Regions from separate parts of the Mus musculus genome. Here region 2 is linked to region 1. The links are chromatin contacts, called in public promoter capture Hi-C maps. All regions are on one chromosome and are shown on one strand. The core of a region is the stretch at or near the end of the contact, and the rest is flanking DNA. Distances in the headings are between cores, read along the strand shown.

Evidence for each region. Promoter capture Hi-C pulls out the DNA fragments that hold promoters and counts their contacts.
Region 2: a promoter capture Hi-C map of hippocampal neurons shows a contact between it and region 1, with 2.7 times the contacts expected there. The contact joins the enhancer-like site here to the promoter of Hspb8 in region 1. A contact is called at or near these places in 5 of 39 promoter capture datasets (the C10 cell line, the HPC-7 cell line, HPC-7-derived erythroid cells and 2 more) and 1 of 9 other capture datasets (liver).

The regions. Positions count from the first base shown.
Region 1 is chr5:116,417,705-116,424,577 of GRCm38.p6, reverse strand. It overlaps Hspb8 (heat shock protein 8), which reads left to right and starts at 1,714. Exons shown (of 3, transcript NM_030704.3): 1 at 1,714-2,465. The coding sequence starts at 2,099. It overlaps Gm42009 (a long non-coding RNA gene), which reads right to left and starts at 1,585. Exons shown (of 2, transcript XR_878709.3): 1 at 1,157-1,585. Gm36841 (a long non-coding RNA gene) reads right to left here. Exons shown (of 6, transcript XR_878708.2): 6 at 5,817-6,873.
Region 2 is chr5:116,893,613-116,901,114 of GRCm38.p6, reverse strand. No RefSeq gene overlaps it. Among named protein-coding and RNA genes, the nearest start is that of Gm42010, 17 kb to the right of the region's middle. Within about 2 kb of position 5,519, at least 37 of the 459 cell types and tissues checked have an H3K27ac peak or open chromatin away from gene starts, as enhancers often do. A contact at or near this core is called in hippocampal neurons, where this site is marked.

The DNA of each region.
Region 1 (6,873 bases), core at 465-2,964:
GCTTACATAAACCCACTTATACACACACACACATGCGTGCACACTACAGATTAGGATTTCCTCTGTGAGGAATAGCATAGTAGGACAACATAGTAACATTTAAAAGAATAACGAGAGGGACATATTAGGTAATGAGGAAGGATAGAATGTAGGCAAAGGACACATAAGTCATGAAAGATATTAGAAACATATTTTTTTTTCCTAGTTTGCATCCCATCACAGATTTGGTGTGTGTGTGGAGTGGTTCTATGTATGTACAGGGTTCATAAAGGGGGTTCCAGGGCACGGCTGTTCTGTGTACAGGGGTTCGCTGAAATGGATAGCATTTGGGACTAGGCAGATGTTCAAGCTTCACCCCACTGTGTCATGTTTTTATTTATGAACCCATGGCGACAAATGATTTTACAGAAGGAGGAGGATTAGAGGTGCAGCTAGCTCTGTGCTGAAATTCTTTCCAGAATGTATAAGGCAGTCAATGAAAAAAAAAAAAGTTTTCTGATGACTTATGACCATTAACTCTCCTGCCGAATGGGACAGTCATACAGTCCTGGAGCTTGTAGCTCTCAGTGCGCGGAAGAGGAGGGTTCCACCACCTGTTTATGAAGCACTTATGAGCAAACATTATGCAACCGATAAGTTGAAAGTTGAAAACTTAAAAGCACAGACTCCTCTCCGAAGTCTATGATGTCACGCATTCCTGACGACACGTCCCAGAGCAGGTTCCTCTCCTGCCCCATTCCACAGGTGGAAAACAGGCAGCTCAGACATGCCTTGGAGTTATATTGCCTCTGATAGAAACTCTTCCCTTGACCAAACTGCAGGCAGACTCCTCCTTGGAGGCCCAGGGGTGCATTCTCTTCACCCAGTTTTAACAAGAACAAGTCAGTTTAGACACAATCCCTATAATTCCATCACCCCCTGATCACCTCTTCCCATGCTTGATCAGTGGTTTTCAAAGCGAGAGCTGGCCACCCCAGTCTGTAGATATAGAGGACTCCAGTTAGATCAGTTTATCCAGAATTCCCTCTGGTCCCTGGATTCCCCCCTGGTCATTTCCCATCCATTGGCCCCCATTCTGCCTCCAGGCTGTAAATCCTCAGTGGCTCAGGCTGTGCTGGGAGTTGAACCCGATCTGTTTTCTCACCCCAAGACCTACCTATCCCAATAGACTCTGACTGACAACGTCCCTCTTTTCATAACTTAAACTGCCGTTTTTTAAAATTTCGTTCTCAGAAGTCTGAGGCTGTAAGACTTGGGCCATACTGTAAGTGGGGATTCCTTGTACTTCTTGATCCAATGAGGGGCTGTCTCTCTTCTGCGAGTCCCTAGAGTAGGAGGCAAGACAGAACATGCACTGAAGATGGTATTTCCAGAGTGTGACCTGAGCCCTCAGCCAGGCGGAGGGTTATTAATAGTCTGGCTTTAGTGCCCTGCGGGGCACGGGTGGATGGAGTGGACGCTGCTGGAGGCAGAGGGAGGGCGGGGGCGGAGCGGAGCAGGAGGAGGAGGAGAGAGTGCCTGAGAGGCTGGCTGGACCCGGACGCCACGGCCCCTCCCAGCTCCCCACCCGCTCCCAGAGCCCAGTTGTTCTCTCAGCGGATTCTCAGGGACTGGTTCATCACCTTTGAATACTCCTGTGACAGGAGGCGCTTGCAAAACCCGCCCCCAGCCCCCAGCAGCAAATAAATAGAAGGCTCCCAGCCCAGAAGCCAGGAGAAGTTTCTAGGCTCGCGAGTCCCCGAGCTTTATTAAACTCCTGGCTGTGCTCAAGACCTCAGCAGGCTTTGGCTGGGAGCCGGGGCAGCCTGGGAGGAAGGCAGCCGGTGGCTTACTGATAGCCAAGCGAGAGAGAGAGGCCCTCTGGGATTCTGCTGGGCCCGCTTAGGGAGGGGGTCACCTTTGTAAGCCAGGACCCCAGCTCAATTCTGGGCAGCCAGCGGATGGTTGGGCTCGTGGCTGAAGGAAGATCAGCATTTTCTGAAGTGGAGAACTAAATTCTGAAAGCCATCTCAAGCCACATCACCTTGCTGTGTGACCTTTGGGTAGGTGGCTCTGTCTCTCTGAGCCTCTGTTTCCCCCTCTAAGTTCGACCAACATCATGGCTGACGGGCAATTGCCTTTCCCGTGCTCCTACCCAAGCCGCCTGCGCCGAGACCCCTTTCGGGACTCACCGCTCTCCTCCCGCCTTCTGGACGATGGCTTTGGCATGGACCCTTTTCCAGACGACTTGACAGCCCCTTGGCCAGAGTGGGCTTTGCCTCGGCTCTCCTCTGCCTGGCCTGGAACCCTAAGGTCTGGCATGGTACCCCGAGGGCCTCCAGCCACAGCTAGGTTTGGAGTGCCCGCTGAGGGCAGGAGTCCCCCACCCTTCCCTGGGGAGCCTTGGAAAGTGTGTGTCAACGTGCACAGCTTCAAGCCGGAAGAGCTGATGGTAAAGACCAAGGATGGATACGTGGAAGTTTCAGGTGAGTCGGGGCGGGCAGGGTCCTGCTTGTGTGTGTGAGTGTGTGTGTATGAGTGAGTGTGTGTGTGTGTTGTGTGCTCGCATGTGCGCCATCACAGGTTCAGCCCAGAAAGAACTTCAGTAGAAGGGACCTGTGACAGACCACATGGCACAGGTGATCTCAGGGCTCAAGAATGCAACCCACAATGTTACCTTCAGAGACAAGTGTTTCTCAGTGGGCAACAGAATGAGTTTGGATATGACGTAGTAGCTGGGGTCCTCAGGACCCTGTGCCCCACCCGAGAGCTGGCAGAAGCCAGGCTAGACATTTTGAAATAGATAATTTAATATAAAGAATAAATGGATGCACCTAGGACTTCTGGAGACATGGGGAGAGGGGTTAGCACACTGACTCGCCGTGCGATCACTAGACAAGGAGACTAAAGTTGGATGGTAATGTCTGCAGTATGGCTCCTATCCTCGGCGAAGAGCTGTCTGCCAGGCGATATGCTGAACCACGACTTCAGCATCACATAGCACTTGTGTTAGTACAACCATACAACCAGAGGACAGGGTTTGTGTGTCCACATCTCCCTTTTGTACTTTAGGAAACGGAGGAACATAGAGGATTAGCATAATTTGTATTTGTTCAAGGTAGCAAAGGGTTCAAACCCAGGAAGGATATATATATATATATATATATATATATATATGTGTGTGTGTGTGTGTGTGTGTGTGTGTGTGTTATATGTAATATATATGTGTGTGTAATATATATGTAATATATATATATATATACATACATATATATATATATATATATATATATATATATATATATATATATATATATGTATATATATATTTCCTCTGGCCCTTCACCCCATGGCTGTCTACTCCCCTTCTTGCAGCTGAGGAGGCCTAGTTCCAGGACATACAGTGAGTCAGCAGAAAGGCCAGAGCAGAGCCTAGGCCTGGTCCCAGCAGCACTAGGCCCAGGGCTTTCCTTACCCCATTGCACTCTGGGAGAAAGAACACATACACAGGGGAAAAAAGACCGAGGGGACAGGAAGCTTGGCCCCTGGTAAGCTGGGCCTAGGCAAAGCTTTCCTCTGCCTCCCTCCCAATTAACAGGCCATTAAAAAGAGCTTGTTCTTGGCAGAGGCTTGTCAGCCAGAAAAATCAATAACAGCCCCGCTGTAAGCACTGGCTGGTCAGGGACAAGCCCCTGCAGTGAGCGAGGCTGTGTTCTAAAGCCGCTTGGAGTAGAATTGTAAACATCAAACGCTCTGAGTGTGGGTGTGGTGGGGCAAGCAGGCACTTAGCTCAGGGGGCGTGCTGATGTGGGTGTGGGCTCCCAGCACTGGCTGGCTGGCTGGCTGGCGAGCCAACACTGGTTCTGCCACTAGCTAACCAACAGGAAGGCTAATTATTTCTTCAGCGACCTTACTCTTTTTCTGGGCCTCCTGGGGTCCCCATGGGACCTCAGGAAGGATGGTGGTAGCCCCCAAGGTATCTTTATCTACATGGTAAATGCACAGATGGTGCCCAGGGTACTAACAGTTAGTTTGTTCTTGGTGGTCATAGTATGGGCACAAGGGAATGTTCTAGTAATAATAAATGATAGACACTCTTTGAAAGAGACCTGGGTTCAAATCCCATCTCTTCTGTGAGATAGCAGTATGGTTGCAGACTCAGAAGTCTTTTCATCACTCTGAGCCTCAGTGTTCTCATCTGCGCAATGGGGATTGTGACCATTCCTGTCAAGCAAGGCTACTGGGAAGATGTAGTAAATGCAGACCATATATCCAGAGTGCCTATAAAATGGAGTTAATGGCACATCCTGCTGACTGAGCTCATCATCACCCCACCTTGTTCTGATTTAATTATGATTAAATTAATTATAATCCAGAGGCTTCCAAATCACCCACACCCTGTAGTCTCTTCTCCATCCTCATTTGAAGCTGCTCCTTAACAGGTGGAGTCTGGCAGCCACAGGCTGAGGTCTCAGCCACAGATGGGCCTTAGTGATCCCAAGGTTCGGGGCATGCTCGGAGCCCGATGTCTCTGTCTGTGAGATGGGAAACCCTGGAAACTGACACAAAAGATAAACCCTGCACACTCACCCCTAACTGTGGCCCCAACTCTGCAGACTCTGAGCCCCACTGAGACTGGGTGCCAAAGCTTTCTCTCATGAAAGGAATTTGAGAACTAAGGTCCGGGACTCCCTGCAAAAGCAAGGGAAAGCCAGGGAACAGAGCCAGGAACAGCTACACCATAGTTAAGAACCTGTCGTTCTGCAAGCAGTTCAGGCCAGACCTTTGCACAATGTCCAACTAGGCTGGCTTACTGGTTACTCACAATGGCTTTTTAAGGAGTGTGGGTAGGATTGTAACACCACCCCTGCTCATTTTACAGATAGTGAAACTGAGTCCTAGGGAAGGCTAACACACCCAGCACAACCAACCACCTGCATCTTCTTTGCCAATACCTAATACTTAAAGACAGACCTGCCTGGAGGTTCATTGGCTGACTCTTGCTGAAACTGTGACCTGCTTAGACACCCCACCCCCAACCCTCTGGCCTCTGCTTTAATATTGGTCTCCCAAAGGAGTTAGGCCAGATTTGCCTCGTCATCTGCTTCTGTCTGCCGGCTGCTGGGGGAGTGGAGGAAAGGCTATTTGGAGTTTTGGATGATGCCGGATGGGCCAAAATCATGAGTAAGCCTCCTCCTGGTGTGGGAGCTTGGAGCTTTCCATGCAGTTCACAGATCTGAGGCATGGCCCTTTCTTACCTATCTGATCCCGTATGAATACCTCACTCCAGGGAAGCTTTTTGGAAAATGTGGGCTCCCGATTTCCATCACACACCGAGCCTTCTCCTACAGCCACCAGCCAAGAATGATCCCCTTCGAGGGCTGCTGGGCCAGCCTCTGGCTGGGGGAAGCCTGGAAAGGCTTTTGTCTTGTCCCTAGGGCCTCTGTTCAGCAACTTTCTTTGATGGGTTCCATCGCTTCCCCCAACACCAGTGTTTCTCCCAGGGCCACAGTTCTCTAGGTCACGTGAGAAACATCACAGCCCTGCTGTCCTAGGATGGCAGAGATGATTTTTCTGTACAGGCAGCCATCTTCCCTTCCTTCTGCCCACAAAGATAAAATATCGATGGTAAAATGTAAACCAGAAAGCAAACTAATACCAGAAAGCAAACTAATAAAGTTACACTTTATTATATAGTAAATAATTTTATATATATATATATATTTTATGTATACATAATTTAATGTTATTTATATAATATTTATTTTTATATCAATAAATAATAGTATATAAACGATTACATAAAATATATTAATATTAATATTGTATTAATTAACAATGTAAATAAATTATATAATAAAGCATAATAAGTTATACTTGCTGGTATAACATCAGAGGAACAACAAGCAAGTCCAGCATGCAAATGCATGCAAATGTATGCAAACGATATGCAGATTAGCCACGAGGCTGACCCACCTCTTTTAACTCCACTGCCCTCCCCTCACACATTTCCTTCCTAGTAATCTTGGAGTCTTTCCTGCTCAGAGGCCTTCCGTCCCTTCAGCCTGCACCCCATTTTCAGAGCATAGGCAGGATCCATGCACTTCTGAGGATTCACCATTTTCTTAAACATCGATGTTTTAGGTTCACCTGCGCAGCTTGCGAGAGCCATGGGCCTCACTTACTCCATTGCGTCTCCCAGAGCTCCAGTAAGGCCATTTTTCACATTTTAGAGAATACACGGAGACCCAGAGAAGGGTAGGACCCTGTCAGGAAGTGTCTAAGCAGGGGTTAGCATCTGGCTCTCTGGACGCTGCTATCCTCTGCTTCCAAATCTTTGCTCTGTGAGCTCAGGCACGTCACTGGATCAGGCAGGCATGTTCAGAGTGATGTGGCCACGGATTTACGGAGCCCCTCTGAGTTTCTATTTCTCTATCCACTCAGTGCTGGCAATAAAGTCCCTGCTTACAGGAGTTGCTGAGAACAGAGACTGACACTGGGCCTAGCCTACGCGGGTGTCCCTTCGCTTACTATGGTACCAGGACCCCCGAGACCCCATCTTATATGCAAAGTATCTCAAGTTGAAAATGCAGTCGATAAACCTGACCTATTTAATGCCACGACAGGGCCTTGCCTGTCTGAAACCCGCCTACTGTTAGTCAAAATTACCTCACACCCCGCTGACTTTGTTACAAAGCATTGACTACCTTGTATCATTTATTGAACTGACACACACAACAGCAGCATGGTAGACAGAGTGGAAAAGAGTCTATGCAAAGACTGTATGTTGATGATGTCTGTTGAGCTGGCTGTTAGTTCTTCATCTTCTTCATCATCGCCTCCGGCAGTTATGAGACTGGCAGACGGAAGACAGGGTGGAGAAGAGCTGAGTCA
Region 2 (7,502 bases), core at 4,270-6,769, 470 kb before region 1:
TGATGACAGCTTGCCTCTCTATTTTCAGTCTATCGCTGGAGAGAGCAAATGGTTATGCAATCTTAAATCCAGGTAAACACCAGTGCCACTGTCACTGCGTATGAATTTAGCCTTGACATTTGGAAGGCCCAGGATTGGGCTGATGACAGGGTCAACAACACTCAGCCACCACCACATGTGACAGCACCCTGTCACCCATTACTGCCACCACCAATGCCACCTCTAAGGACTTAATCGGGTCCCCTTGTCACCGGAAAGCCATCTCATTTGTGCCTATCAGGAGTCCCTTTTCCCTTACTGTCTCAGTGATTCCCTGCAGCACAGAAGGGTGCACACAGTAGGGCTATTAAGACTGAAAAGGATGGAGGTGATGACCCAGACCTTAAGAGCAAAGAACCTGAGTTCAATTCTCAACTCCTATGTTGGGCAGCTCATAACCATCTGTAACTCCAGCTCTGAGAGATCCTGTGCATCTTCCCTTCTGACCTCCATGGGCACTGCGCACATACACACACACACACACACACACACACACACACACACACACACACACACATCTTGATAGTGAAGCACACCTCTCTCTGCTGTTATTTTGTGCTTCCTCATCTCTTAACGGTCAGTATCATCTAGATAATCCATGATAATGGTGCAGCTCATTGTTAAAGTAGAAGATGATTTGTCTCAGTGTTGACTCAAGTTGCAAATCTCAAACTGCTTTTCCTTCCAGTGGTTGAGGCTCATGAGTGGATTGTGCATACATGTTCATGTATGTGCATATGTATATGCATATGCATGCATGTATGTGAGTGTGTGCATGTATGTGTGAGAGTGTGCACACACATGTGCAAATGTATGTGAGTGTGTGCACATGTGTGTAGATGTATATGCATGTGTGTGCATGAGTGTACACACATATGCTTTTATATGCATACATGTTCATGTATGTGCATGTGTATGTGCATGTGTATGTGCATGCATGTATGTGTGTGCAAGTATGTATGTAAGTGTGCATGCATGTGTGCAAATGTATATGTGTGTGCATGTATGTGCATGAGCATGCACACACGTGAGCAGATGTATGTGTATGTGTGCCTGTGCATGTAGAGGCCAGAGATTGGTGCTATTCCCTCCCTCTGTTGATCTTCATCTGTTTTGTGAAACTGCTTCTCCCACTGAACTTGGAGCTCATTGATTGGCTAGTCTGATTGTTCAAGGATCCTCTGTCTCTGCCTCCCTGGTGATACTGCATGCTAGGTGCTGAAATCCACACTCAGGTTTTCATGTGTGTCCTAAGCACTTTGTCAGCTGACAATCACCCCATGAGTGGGTCGTGTATAAGCAAAGCATAAAGTCCTTCCTTGCTTCACACACCATATCAGCATACTGTCCTGATGACGCCAGCCCCACCATGCTGAGCACAGTGGAAGAGGAGAGGCTACTGGAAACATGGACCATTAGGGAGTTACGGGAGGAAGGATACACAGAGGCAGTGTGGGAGGGAGACCTTGGCAGCTTATTTGATGATAAAGGTTTTATGATTTTGGTATAGTTAAAGATCCATGCCCATCAAGAAAACTAGAGTTTTTCTTCCTTGGCCCAGTATCAGAAGCATAGTGTGTGGGGACTGGGGAGACATACCTGCAAAGATGGCAGGAAGGAGCTGGAGAGATGAGTCAGAGGTTAGGAGCAAATAGAGATCTTGTAAAGGACCTGTGTTTGGTTCTGAGCACCCACATCAGGTGGTTCACAACAGCCTGAAATTCTAGCTCCAGGGGATCTGATGCCCTCTTCTAGTTCCTACTAGCATCTGCAATTTTGTATGCAGAACACACACTCTGTGTATGTGTGGTGTCTCAAAAAAAAATCTTGAATTAAAAAAAAAAAAAACCAACGACAACGATGACAAAAGAAGGGCTTACCTTAAAGACTCACGAGGCATCTAGGAAGAGATAAGTTCTTAGATTCTAACTTTGGTGTTTGTCCTAGTTAGGGTTCTACTGCTATGATCAGACACTTATAAGGAAGACATTTAATTGGAGGTGGCTTACAGGTTCAGTAGTTCAGTCCATTTTCATTAAGGCAGGAACATGGTGGCATCCAAGCAGGCATGGTGCAGAAGGAGCTGAGAGATCTTCATCTGATGGCTGCTAGGTGAAGACTGACTTACAGGCAGCTAAGTTGAGGGTCTTAAAGCCCATGCCCATATTGACACACCTACTCCAACAAGACCACACCCACTCCAACAAGACCACACCCACTCCAATAAGACCACACCTACTTCAACAAGACTTCATCTACTCCAACAAGCCACACCCACTTTAACAAGGCCACACCCACTCCAACAAGGCCACACCCTCTAATAGTGCCACTGCCTGGGCTGAGCATATACAAACCATCACAGTATTCATTTCTTTCTCATGTGCTTCATTTCTCTCTCACCTCCCTTGTGTGCTTCGGGTTTTCATAGTCACAGTGTTTTTGAAAGAGCTAAGAGGAGAAGGTGTAACGAATAGGAAATTCCACAAAGCCTTCACTCTGAACTTCAGCCCCTCCTGTACACTTGTGTAGATGTATACCGATATATCCTCCCCGCCTCTCTAAACTTGGCTTAATTAGACTATTTTGGATGCAGAGAGTGAGTTTAACTCAAAATGGCTTTAAAAATAAGGCCGTTTATTGCCAGGCAAGGAGACTACACCATTTGTCATCCAAACCAAGAAGATTTTGTTCATCCCAGATCCAACATGGGACAGTGTGCTGGCACAGATAAAAACAGGAACAATTCTCACAAAGCCAGTGTGGATCAGGGCATAATTTTCCTCTATATCAAGATGTCTTTAGATAAGGCAGCTCTATAATAAACTACAGGGTCTTCCAGCATCTCAGGGGCTGGCTTTTGGGTCTTACTCTTTTTCATTCTGTTTCTGAGACAGCTGAAGAAGCCCCAGGCACCAAGACACCAGTCTTGACAGTGTCAACTCTGGAAGATGAAGATATCCGTTTCCAGGAGCTTCCATCAGATTTTCCATCATGGTTAGAGCCATGTCAGGCGATCTTACTTCAGTCGCTGACAAGGGCAAAGGTGTTATTTATGGTTGGTTTTCTTCCCTTGGAGATGAGTTGGGTACAATTTGCCTTCAAATATTGAGTTGTTGAAGTGTGGAGGCAGCTCATTTGGTAAAACCCAAGGAGATGGGGCTGAGTTTGATCTGCAGATACCCAAGCAAAAGAACTGGGAGTGGTGGCTCACCCTGATAATCTCAGCAATAGGGACACAGAAATGAGCAGATCCCCAGAGCTTGCTGGAAAGCCAGCCTAGCCTCCTGAGTGAGCTCCACACCAATGGGAAATGCTATACCTGAAAGCAAGGTGCCCCCGCCCACAAAAACCCCAAGGTGGATATCTGAGAACTGCTGTCTGAGGCTGGCTTCCAGGTACGTGCGCACACCCAAACATTCACATGGACAAATGTTCAGCTCTTAAGAGACTAAACTGGAATTCTGTTGCAAGCATGACTGAGCAGCTGTTGGCCAGGCATACAATCTAGAGAGCTCACCACCCACTCACCTAGCTCTTGAGGGTTCTCTAGTGGGGAAACCTTTGGGAGGCAAATAAAAAAGTCTGGTACCCATCTTCGATGTGAAACATCAAGGGTAGTGGCTTTAGGCTCTTACTGAAAGACCCTACCATCCTATCTTCGCTTGCTTTCTATGGCTGGGATAAAGACCACAGCCAAAAGCAACTTGAGGAGGAAAGGATACCATTGAAGGAAGTCAGGACAAGAGGTCAATGCAGGAACCTGGAGGCAGGTGCTGATGCAGAGGCCATGGAGGGGTGCTGCTTACTGGCTTGCTCCCCAGTGGCTTTCTCAGCCTGCTTTCTTATACAACTCAGGACCAGTTGCCCAGAGGTGACAGCACACATATGCAGTTGGCAGGGCCTTCCCACATCAATCATCCATCCAGAAAACGTACCTCAGTCTTGCCTTTGGGCCAACTGAATGAAGGTAGATTCTCAATTGAAGATCTTTCTTCCTAGATAACCCCAGTTTATACCAAGTTGACATAAAACTAACTAGGCAACCTCCTTTAGCACCCCCCCCCCAGATTCTATGACAGTCCTGGCTCACTAATAATGTAGACGTGAGGGTCTCTGTTTCCCAGTAGCAGCCTGAGTCCAGAGGCTGACATGCTGATGGCTGTTGTCTGTATCCTCAAAGCGGGAACCAGAGCTCAGGGTTTGTCAATGTCTTGTTGCTGGTCTCAGAGTGCCCACATGCTCAGGGAGGGAGCAGGAATCAGGTCTTTCTATCTTTGAAGTCAGCTGACTTGGGCATCAAAATTCAAAACAGCTTTCCCTGTATTGGTAGAGGGTGGGGTGTGAATATTCCCTGTGAAAGAACACCCTGCATGACTAGACTGGGAAAATGGAACAGGTTGATTGTAACCTGAACTCTCCATGTCTCTTCTACTGCTGAATATGAGATATTGGGATATACAGGCACAGAATGCTCTGAGAAAGATGACTTGAATGTATTGTAATTGATTTTTTTCTTCCTACAGGAATAAAGGAAGGGGGCGGGGAGAAAACATGCTCAGGCTTCGGTATTTTTGAACCAGTTTATAAATCTTAATCATACTATGAAAATGTTGCCTGTGTTTCATAGCCAGTTTTCCTACATCAGGCTGCCTTGGAAACTGGTCCTTTACAGGTTACCATAGGTGGAGTGGACAAAAGTGGGAGCTATAGAGTCAGCCTTAGCTTATGCCTTATTTGAGGCTTGGAGAGATGACTCAGTGGTTAAGAACACTATCTGTTCTGACAGAGTACCTGAGTTTGGTTCCCAACGACCCACATGGCCATTCACAACCACCTACAACTCTAGTCACCAGAGATCTAGCACCCTCTTGTGGCAGCCCAGGGCACCTGCACACCTGACTCTATACACACACACACACACACACACACACACACACACACACACACACACACACGAAAGAGAGAGAGAGAGAGAGAGAGAGAGAGAGAGAGAGAGACTCATATATTAAAACAAAACAAAAAACTTTCAAAAACATCCCATTTTGGGAGGCTGGCAAGGTGGCTCAGTGGTTAAAGCACTTGCTGTTCAAGCTTGAGAACTGGAATTGATCCTTGGTACCTACAAAAATACCAAGTGGCACCTCAGGTTGGAGATAAAGGTTCTCCCAAACAAACTGGCTAGGCAGACTAGCCACATCTGTGAGCTCTGGGTTTGATTGAGAGTCCTTGCTTCACAAAGGTGGAGAAACAGTTGAAGGAGATTCCCAACATCAACCTCAGGCCTCCATGTGCACACACACACACACACACACACACACACACACACCCCTCAATGGAAAGAGAGAGGACATAGCCTGCTTTGTGTATGCATTACCCACAATCCACTGCTGCCCACCCTCCTCCTTCTTTCCTCCCGTGCTCTGCCTCCTCCTCACTTCTCCGCTTCCAATTAGGGCTGTCGAGGATGCGTTTCTAACAAGGAGCTGTGTGCAAGGAGCCCCCCTAATGATTTCTTTTTCAACATGTCATGCGTCAGGAGGCAGCCGGGAACAGAGCCGCTTGGTGTGAGCAGCCCTGGCTAATTAGGTTTCTGGCTGCCTTCTCTCTGCACCCACCCCTGCCAGCCTGCCTCGTCACACCCCGTATTGGCTCAAATTCTGCTGGCTGTCTGGGATAATTTGAAGGTCCCACGCAGAAGTACGCCATCCTTTACATCTATTAAAGGTTTCTCTGCTGGAGGCTGATAATGCCAAAACTAATTAGGGAGTTCTTTACCCGCTTCCCCCCCCACCCCCCATCTTGGGGTACCTTCTTCATGGGTGATCCTGTAGTAGTCAGGGGGAGGGGTGGTACCACCCAAGGGAGGCCTGCCAATTTGTAGAGACACCATTTGACTGATGGAGAGACTAGAGAGTGGGTGCTGCCTTCTGTGAACCTTTTTCTGGGTAAACATAAACAAATTCCCACTTTCTCTCTGGGTAGATCATGGAGAGCAGATCTAAAAACAATTGCCAGGGTCCAGCTTGGCAAATGAATGAGCTCACCTGGCTTCTAAAATCATGGGTGAAGGCATAGATGGCCCCCAAGAGGCTATGTCTCTAAAAAGTTTCACCCCAGAATGAATGATGACTTCCCCGTTGCTGTCTAGATGGAGTCTCCTCTTTAGTCAACCTTCAAATGCTGTATATACTGTGTCACCTCCCAGACTTAAAGAATGAGGGCCCAATAGGTTCTCTCTTGAGGGCGGCTGTGAGTAGTTACAGCCTTCCGGTCAGAGGTTGGCTTTTCACAGTTCACAATGCTCTATAGCGCCATCTAGGGGAGGAGCAAAAGGCAATCTTCTAGTCAACTCAGTTGTGTGCAAGAGATGATTGCATGCTCCGGAGACCCAAACAAACGCACTGAAAATCACCATAGAGGGCAGAGGGCAGAGGGCAGAGGGCAGAGGGCAGAGGGCAGAGGGCAGAGGGCAGAGGGCAGGAGGAACCTTTGCTTTTGCTTTAGGAAGGGCATCGGGGAGGGAGAAGGAGTTCCTGTTCTCTGAGAGAAGACCTGAATGCTCCTGGCTCATTCTGTTTGTTTCCTGTCTGGACCCCGAGGACCCGCCATGATGTCAGGCCCACAGGAGATTCTCAACTGTCAGTTCTGGAACAGCTGTTTGCACAAGCTCTTGACCATGGGACATTCTAGGGCTTGAATGGAATTTCATCGAGTGTCGCTGAGCCAACGGGGGTTCAGCGAGGAAGGGCAGAAACCAAAGTAGGCATTTGAATAGAGAGGATTTGATGAAGGGATCTAGGAAGATGTAGGTTATGGGTGGATAGAGGAAACAGCATGACTGAGCATGCGCTGTTGGAGGCCTAGTGACAGAAGGATGCCGGTAATGACCAACCAACCCCCATTGCCTTGGGGACATATGGAAAGAACAGCAGAGAGAAGCTATGGAGAGGGGGCTGTGGCATTAGGGCTCAGATCTAAGAAGGCATCACATCCATCTGAGATGCCCTTGGAGATGGGTGATAAGGAGTGTAAACGGCAGTTGGAGGCTTGAACCTCTTCTTGGGAGAGGTGGAGAAAGCTGGCTGTAAGACACTGTTGGGAGGTGCCTCACAGGAAGCTCTTCTCCCTAGCCTGCCCCTTTCCATTTGCGTTCTGTCCTTTGAGGTCGGGGGTGTTGCTCTCTTCCAGCTATTGACAGAACCAATGAAGAAACTCAGCAGAGAAATGCAATGTGCAGACCTGGCATCGCCAGCTTGATGCAGGTTATCGAGCAAGACACACCGAGTCGACCACCCAGACAGCACCCAAGGCAGGGGGAGCCCAAGGGTAAGACTGGGCTCTCTCAGAGGCAGCGGTCTATCCAGAGCCTATAGACTGGGAATATGGATAATTACACACAGTTCATTAATTACCTCGGAAAGCAGATGTCACAGGGTAACACGAATGTGTCTGAGAGGCTCTTC